Linked DNA regions of Mus musculus: region 2 is linked to region 1. The links are chromatin contacts, called in public promoter capture Hi-C maps. All regions are on one chromosome and are shown on one strand. Each heading gives the region's core, a stretch centred on a gene start, on an enhancer-like site or on the middle of the called end of the contact. The rest is flanking DNA. Distances are from core to core; before and after follow the strand shown.

Region 1 (3,233 bases), core at 592-3,091:
TGATATCTATTTCTAGTATCTTCTGGTTTTGTTGCCCTCAATTATGCATCAAATCACTGAATCAGAAAACCTTGCAGCAGATACTAACACATAAACTGATAGTTGATTTTCTAAAATTACCAGGTGTATCTTGAAAATACAGATGAGCTAAACAAACAAAAACATCAAGCAAGGTAATATCCAGTTAGCAGAAAAAATAATAACCATATATAATGGAAACTGAGTTAAGAAAACCACTGTTAAGGGACACATTACTGTATATAGCATAACAACAACAACACAGTCGTCTTTATGATAGTATAGGTAAAGTCACAGGTCCCAATCTTGAAAATGCAATTATAATCACCTATAAATCAACTATCAAGACAACAGTTATAGGATTTGAAATATATCAAAGTTCACCTGGCTAAAAAGTTGTTTTATTTCTGAGTCTATCAAAGCAAGAATGTGTGACATTCTCGGAATCAACTCACAGTTGATATTGGGAGGAAAACAATGTAACAGCTCTTTTACATCTACAATCTAGATCACTAAAAAAACCTAGACAAATTCCTAACAATGCAGAATGGCGGTATTAACAATGGAAGATCTAAATTCCAGTCGCAGGGAAGACAAGGGACATGAATTAATCTCACAGACAACCAGTCATCCCTCCACTCTTTTTTAATTGATTACTAATCTTCCTCACAAGGCTAAAATTTATTCTATTATTACAATTCTGGTCCACACCCCATCTTCCAACCAAAGGAGTGTGGTTCTTAGTATTCTCTCATTAACTACAAAATAATTCAGGGAACCTTTTATGGCTCACAAAGGACTTATGAAAGATGTCAAACTGCACTAAAAGTTACAATTCTGAAGCTGACAGTGTATGAATAAGCGAGACCAGCTTTCATCTGTCTCAAAGATGACTTCCTCATGTCCCCTTCCCACCAACTTCCCCATCAATGTTTCCAAGGGATTTCATTATAGAAGAACCTAATTTTACAAGTTACCTGCAGTTTCTAAACACTATGCTAGAGCTAAGACAAATATAAGCATCCTCTTTATTAATCTTCAATTCCAGTATCTGGCATTGTAGTCAGTACTGAACAGGTTAATAAGGGACAGTTTATTATTTAAACTGATGAGCTGAAGGCATGAGAGGGCAGGAAAAAGGTATCTGACATCAAAATGCGCTTCTGGGTCTCACTCCCTCTGACCTCGCCATTATTCCATCCCCAAACTGTCTACCACAATCTTCGGCTTAATATTGGTCTCTGTTTATTAAGAATGGTGTAGTTAGGGCAGCAATTACCAGTACACTGCAAAAAAGGATTCGGGCTGGAAAATTTGTCCAAATGTGACTGAACATTTCGCGATTGCCAGAGGAGCGTTTTAGACCAATGTCAGGACTATGACATATCTATCCTGAAATGACTAAGAAATGAGCTTCACCGGTTTCCCAAAACGCAAAGACATCTCGATTAAGCTCTTTTTCCTTTTCGACCCTTCTCAGGATTTCCTTCCTCAACCCCCGTTCCTACGCAGGTCTCTGTATCTCAGCTCAGGGCCTCTTCAATCCTTCAGATTCTAGTAGGAAAAGGAAGACATCCCTCGTTGCGCCCCCTTCCTTCGGGCGCTTCTTCCTCCATCCACCCTTCCCGGCCTACCCCAGCCTTCACTAGGCCTCAACCCTCATCCATTGTTATTTACATCGTCGTCGGGGGAGGCTGAACGTTTCACCCCGTGCGGGTGAGACTCCCGGGCAGCACTCATCGTAGCTGGGATCCTGACGGGGATATGCCAAACACACTCGCAGTTCTCCTCAAACGCGACACCAGCAGCCCTCACCCAGCCGCCGGACCAAGCAGCGCCACTCCAGAACGCAGAGCCCCCTCCGGCCCTTCACCGCTACAGTCGTCACTGCTGCGGCCGCTCGTCACCCTGGAGCACACCGGGAGTTGTAGTTTTTTTGGACTCACTCTTTACTGGCCTGACTAAGCCGTCTTCAGTGACTTAAACTACATTTCCCAGGAGGCCGAGCGAAGCATCTCGCGCGGCGTGGCGGGAGAGCCCTCGGAGGCTACGCTTTCTTCGGCGTGTAGAGGGAGCTTTCCCGTGGATGGGTATGGTGGTGATCGTTGGCGGAGAGCTTCGTTGCCACAGACAGACCTAGAGTGGGTTTTCGCCTTTTTGTGTGTGTGAGGTTCTGCCCTGTTAGTAAACACATTCATCATAGTTAAACACATAGACTTAAGTGTAATGTTTGAGGCTTTTTGAATACAAGTTCTCGGCCCAAGACAAAAACCTAAAACATGGCTTCTTCCCCCAGCCTAATGTGTGGTCTCTACTGCTCACACGGGATATTCTAACGTCTTCATTCTCTTCCTTTCCTTCCTTCCTTTCTTTTCTTACTGAATAGAGTTCAGTGTGAAGCTGAAGGCTTGTTAATTGGCTGTTTTGTTTTTCGTTTTTTTTCTAAACAGCTCCACCCCTCAGGAATTGTGGACCGTTTTCCACTGGGCTTAGTGTATTCTAGATAAGAGTGACCCAACTCTCTGATCCCTTTTTAAGGTAGATATTATTTGAAACTTCATCGACTGAAGTCTGTCTGCCAAAAAAAAATCCTGTATCTTTATTATTTTTCTTGGGGTGGGGGTGGGGGGTAAGTTTCCTATATAATAAACCCCTTTAAAGTTACAATACAGTAGCAGTCTCAACCTGTTTCAACTGTCTCCTCAGTCTAGTTGCAAGAGACCACCCCCACCCCGCCCCCTTAGGATGGATACATTCGCTGCCCTTCCCATTTGCAATCTTGTTTCTAGTTCCCTTTTCCTCATTTCCCTGCTCCCTTTCCAGCCCCAACTAAGCTTCCTGCAAGATCTTGTAGTCCAGTGTTCAGATACTGAAGATAAACTTCTGTATGTTATAGCTGAATTTGCATCCACAGGTGAACCTGACATACTGTCAGGATGACTTTCTTGCCCTTACTCATTCTGAAGACTTCCAGCCTTGATTTTTAAAAAGATTTTTTTTTCAAGTATAAACAAATAGTATGACAACAGTACATGGCTAGTCTTAAGTCCCCATACCGAGTGGTCTATGAGACACCTGTCAGTGTCTGTGCTCAGCAGTTACTCTAGTTGAACTACATTTCAGATGACGATGAACCACTGATAGAACTGTGCCCAAAGTGAAACCTGACTATGCCTGTGAACCTAGTGTCTGGGAGGTGGTGAAGGAAGATAAGA
Region 2 (3,437 bases), core at 706-3,205, 470 kb after region 1:
GTTCTATTCTGCCGTAGCCTCCCAATAAAAGATGCAGTGACCCAACTCATTAGCCCTTTGATTTAATATATTGACACTTGGGTTCGAATAATTCCGTTTAGTGGCTTTTGCTTCCCAGGGATCAATTTAATTAGTTATAAAATGTGACTTCTTGTCAGGAGCTAGAAGAAATGCTGACGTTAAATAAAGTCATACGCAATTTAAACAATAAAGCTATCGATGCCTGGTTAAAAGTTAATGATGCAAGAAAAATGGCTTAATAGAGACAACCTCAGCATTGCAAGTGATGCTAGGAAAATTAAGCTAAGTGGATGAATGAGGAATGGTGATGTTGTTGAATTGTTAAAACAAATTCGGAGCTGCTCTGATGGCTCGGCAAGGTTGTCAGTGGTTATCTTTCAGCAGAGGAGACAGGACTAATGTATGTTCCTTGTCACTAGGACTTGAGCACCAGGTCAGTGTGCTGCTTTGGTCCAGGTTTGGGGTCTGTAAGTTAGCAAACTCTCATACTTCATGAGTGGCTCCAGCAGGCTGGTCATCGTCATCCCTGGACCTCAGTGAGGTCTTCTCTCAGTGCTCTTGTGACTGGGCCTCTCTGCAGAGTGCTACAGGCATTCCTAGCCCCAGGCCTTTCCTGAGAAATATTGAAGCTGAACTCTAGTTCTAGACTGTGGCCTGGTATGCTTTCTCCCCCTGGAGAGGTATCTCCTCCTTCTGCAGGGAGGCTGATGACCACATAGCTCTTCCCATTCAGAGATATACATAGCTCTCATCAGGATTATTTGATGCCACCAACTTCTCTGATGCTCTGGCTTTAACCGTGGCTTGAATGATTTTTCTGTGAGTGTCTCTAGCCACAGCAGACTTAAATTAAGTAGTAAGTGAACTGACCCAGTGTTAAGCGACTAGATAGTTTCTGAAATGCTTTCTGACTTCCTTAATTCAGTCATAGATTCAAACTTAACTGCTTAGTCCATGAAATCAACTGCTTTCAGAGCAGTCAAAACAACCAGTAGGCTGGCTAAATATACCCTGTGTCCTCTGGTATGTATACACACACCCACAATTAACTATCTTTAGGCTTGCCTGCTACCTTAACACTAGTTAGCTAAACAAAAGATAACCAACTTTTATTGTCAGACAAAATGTATATCTCATTCTCTCAACTGTTGCATTTCCAAGCCATTTGCTCACTATGTAAAAACAAGGCACATGTTGAACAGTTTTCAAACACTTCCTCTAGTCACAGGGTTGGCGTATGTGTGCTGTGCTAAACTCTTAGAAACAGCCACAGAAGCCTGCAGTCTGCCCCCAGTTTATTGCCAGGCGCCTTCAGTGGTTGCTGGGTGGGAATTCAAGAGCAGGGAGCTGCGTTCCAGAAAGGAAGATGAGGTGGGATTGATGGCCTTCCATCTGCTCTCTAACACCTTCCTGCACACCTTGCCGTGGAGCAAGACTCCTCCATTGCTTTCCTGGAGTGTACTAAGAGGGTTCAAGATTGAAGATCCTGGGTAGAAGCTTACTCTTGGAAATTTGTTTATTCTTTCTGCTGATTCAGCTGCCAAGGAAATTACTGTAGCATCGACAGTGGACCATCAATGTGCAAGTGTATCCATCTAGGAAAATCACTGAATAACATACCTTGTCTATTTATATAAAACGACTATGCTCGAAAATTGCAATAAAGCACAAAAGCTTTGAACTTCCAGCAAAATAAGCACATTAAGATGTTTTGGGGCTAAAATGACCTGGAGGTTCATTTGTCATTCCATCCTATAATATATGTAAACACACTGGCAGGAAGGATGCCTTGGAGTTGATGTGGAGACAAGAGGGTGCTCTTGAGAAGCTGGCAAACTTAGCAAAAATGCCCCAGAAGCTTTGCTAGGAGAAGGGCAAAATGCAGAGGTAAACAAGTCCTCTGGCTTATGTGGTGGAGCATTCACAGTAGCCACATGCAAGGAAACACAAGGGACGTTGCTGTGTATAAAATTTGTGCCAATACTAAGCTCACCACTGGAGTAAAGGTTATCTTTTTATTTGCTTTTCCTTTTGAATGTTGGGGGAAGGGCAATTAGCTGAGGACAAGAGGGAAATTGTTGGGGACTGCTGTAAGATAAACTATTTTGTCTTTGTGTTGACATTATATTGGCTACAGCCTACACAGAGGGGATTGCCTGGAAAGGAAAAAAAAGTCAGGAAAGAGAGGCATTACTATTTTTTAGCGTGTGTGGGTGCACCCGCAGCAGAGGGGCCCGTGTTTTCTTATGGCTCAGATGGCAAAGCTAAGCATTCAGCCTACGGCAGGAAAAAAGTGCCTTTTTTGTTTTCTGACTGCAGAGTCCAGGCATTCCCAGGGGAACACAATGAATGGCCCATTTTGTCCAACACGGTTTCATAGACATAGATCTCTTGTTTTTTCATCATTATTCTTGCCCGTCATTGGGTGTGCACATGACATTTGAGCGTGTTTTAAAGTCTTAACACACTCATGTGCCTGCAATAAAGTTACTCATAACAACCCTGCTTTCTCCAGACAACAGAGCAGGGTCTGTTGTTTTCATAAGTCACGGCAGCTGGGAGGCAATTGCATAGACAACAGCTTAATCTAGCTGGAAAATGCAGGAAGAGGACAGCACACACGAAATTTCCTCCCATATTATTCCAAGGTGGAAGAATGAAAAAAAAATCAGCCATGGGTGGTCTAGCTGGGTAACTGATTGGCAGAACATACTTTAGATTTTTGTAGAGTGGTAAATGGAAGGCATTGCTTTTCCTGTGTTTGCTAATTGGCTAGCAAGCAGGATCAGACAGTGGTACTCAGGTCCGTCTCAGTGGTCATGTGCTACGCATGAGGTGTTAAGTTGTTGCAGTGAGTTTGTATGAAAAGACACTGAATGAGGCAGTTCTAACTCGATGGCGAGTCCTCTTTGAAAGGTTTGTTGAAGGCTCATTGGAGGCTCACAGCAATTCCCAGCTTCATCAGGCTGTGCTTTTGGTATGTAGTCAGTAGTAGGCTTGAACTCTCACAGTGAATAACTGAGGTTGGGGAAGAAGAGGGGAGCTGAAAAATCAAAACCTGACCTAGAACTGCTGTCCAGTGCAGCTTGCAGGCCATGCCCTCAGGATGCTGGAGCACTGTTAGTCACATGCATTTCTCCTTGAAGATAGGACAGAAGACCAGTGTGTAGAGTGGAGAGGGGAGCTTTTCCTTTCTCTCCCACTGGAACTGAGAAGAAGGGATTGCACAGAACCCTGGGAAGGAAATGACTCAGGAAGCAAGATTTGCCCTGCTGTGCTTAACCATATCAAACTCTGCCGGCTTTTTCCTTTCGAGGAAATATGCTGTGACAGAACTTGTAGGCTCTTTAGAGTTACCCAGGTGACATAAAGCATTCAGTCTCTAAGACATAATGGCTTTGCTGGTAGTTTTACTG

The links. Promoter capture Hi-C pulls out the DNA fragments that hold promoters and counts their contacts.
Region 2: a promoter capture Hi-C map of cranial neural crest shows a contact between it and region 1. The contact joins the enhancer-like site here to the promoter of 1110004F10Rik in region 1. A contact is called at or near these places in 3 of 39 promoter capture datasets (cranial neural crest and liver) and 1 of 115 datasets of contacts at active chromatin or transcription factors (large pre-B cells).

The regions. Positions count from the first base shown.
Region 1 is chr7:116,091,988-116,095,220 of GRCm38.p6, reverse strand. 1110004F10Rik (RIKEN cDNA 1110004F10 gene) reads right to left here and starts at 1,841. Exons shown (of 5, transcript NM_019772.2): 1 at 1,696-1,841. The coding sequence starts at 1,758. 1700003G18Rik (RIKEN cDNA 1700003G18 gene) reads left to right here and starts at 2,072. Exons shown (of 4, transcript NR_029433.1): 1 at 2,072-2,159.
Region 2 is chr7:115,624,034-115,627,470 of GRCm38.p6, reverse strand. The region is part of intron 7 of Sox6 (SRY (sex determining region Y)-box 6); the gene reads left to right. Among named protein-coding and RNA genes, the nearest start is that of Gm51455, 130 kb to the right of the region's middle. Within about 2 kb of position 1,955, at least 53 of the 459 cell types and tissues checked have an H3K27ac peak or open chromatin away from gene starts, as enhancers often do. A contact at or near this core is called in liver, where this site is marked.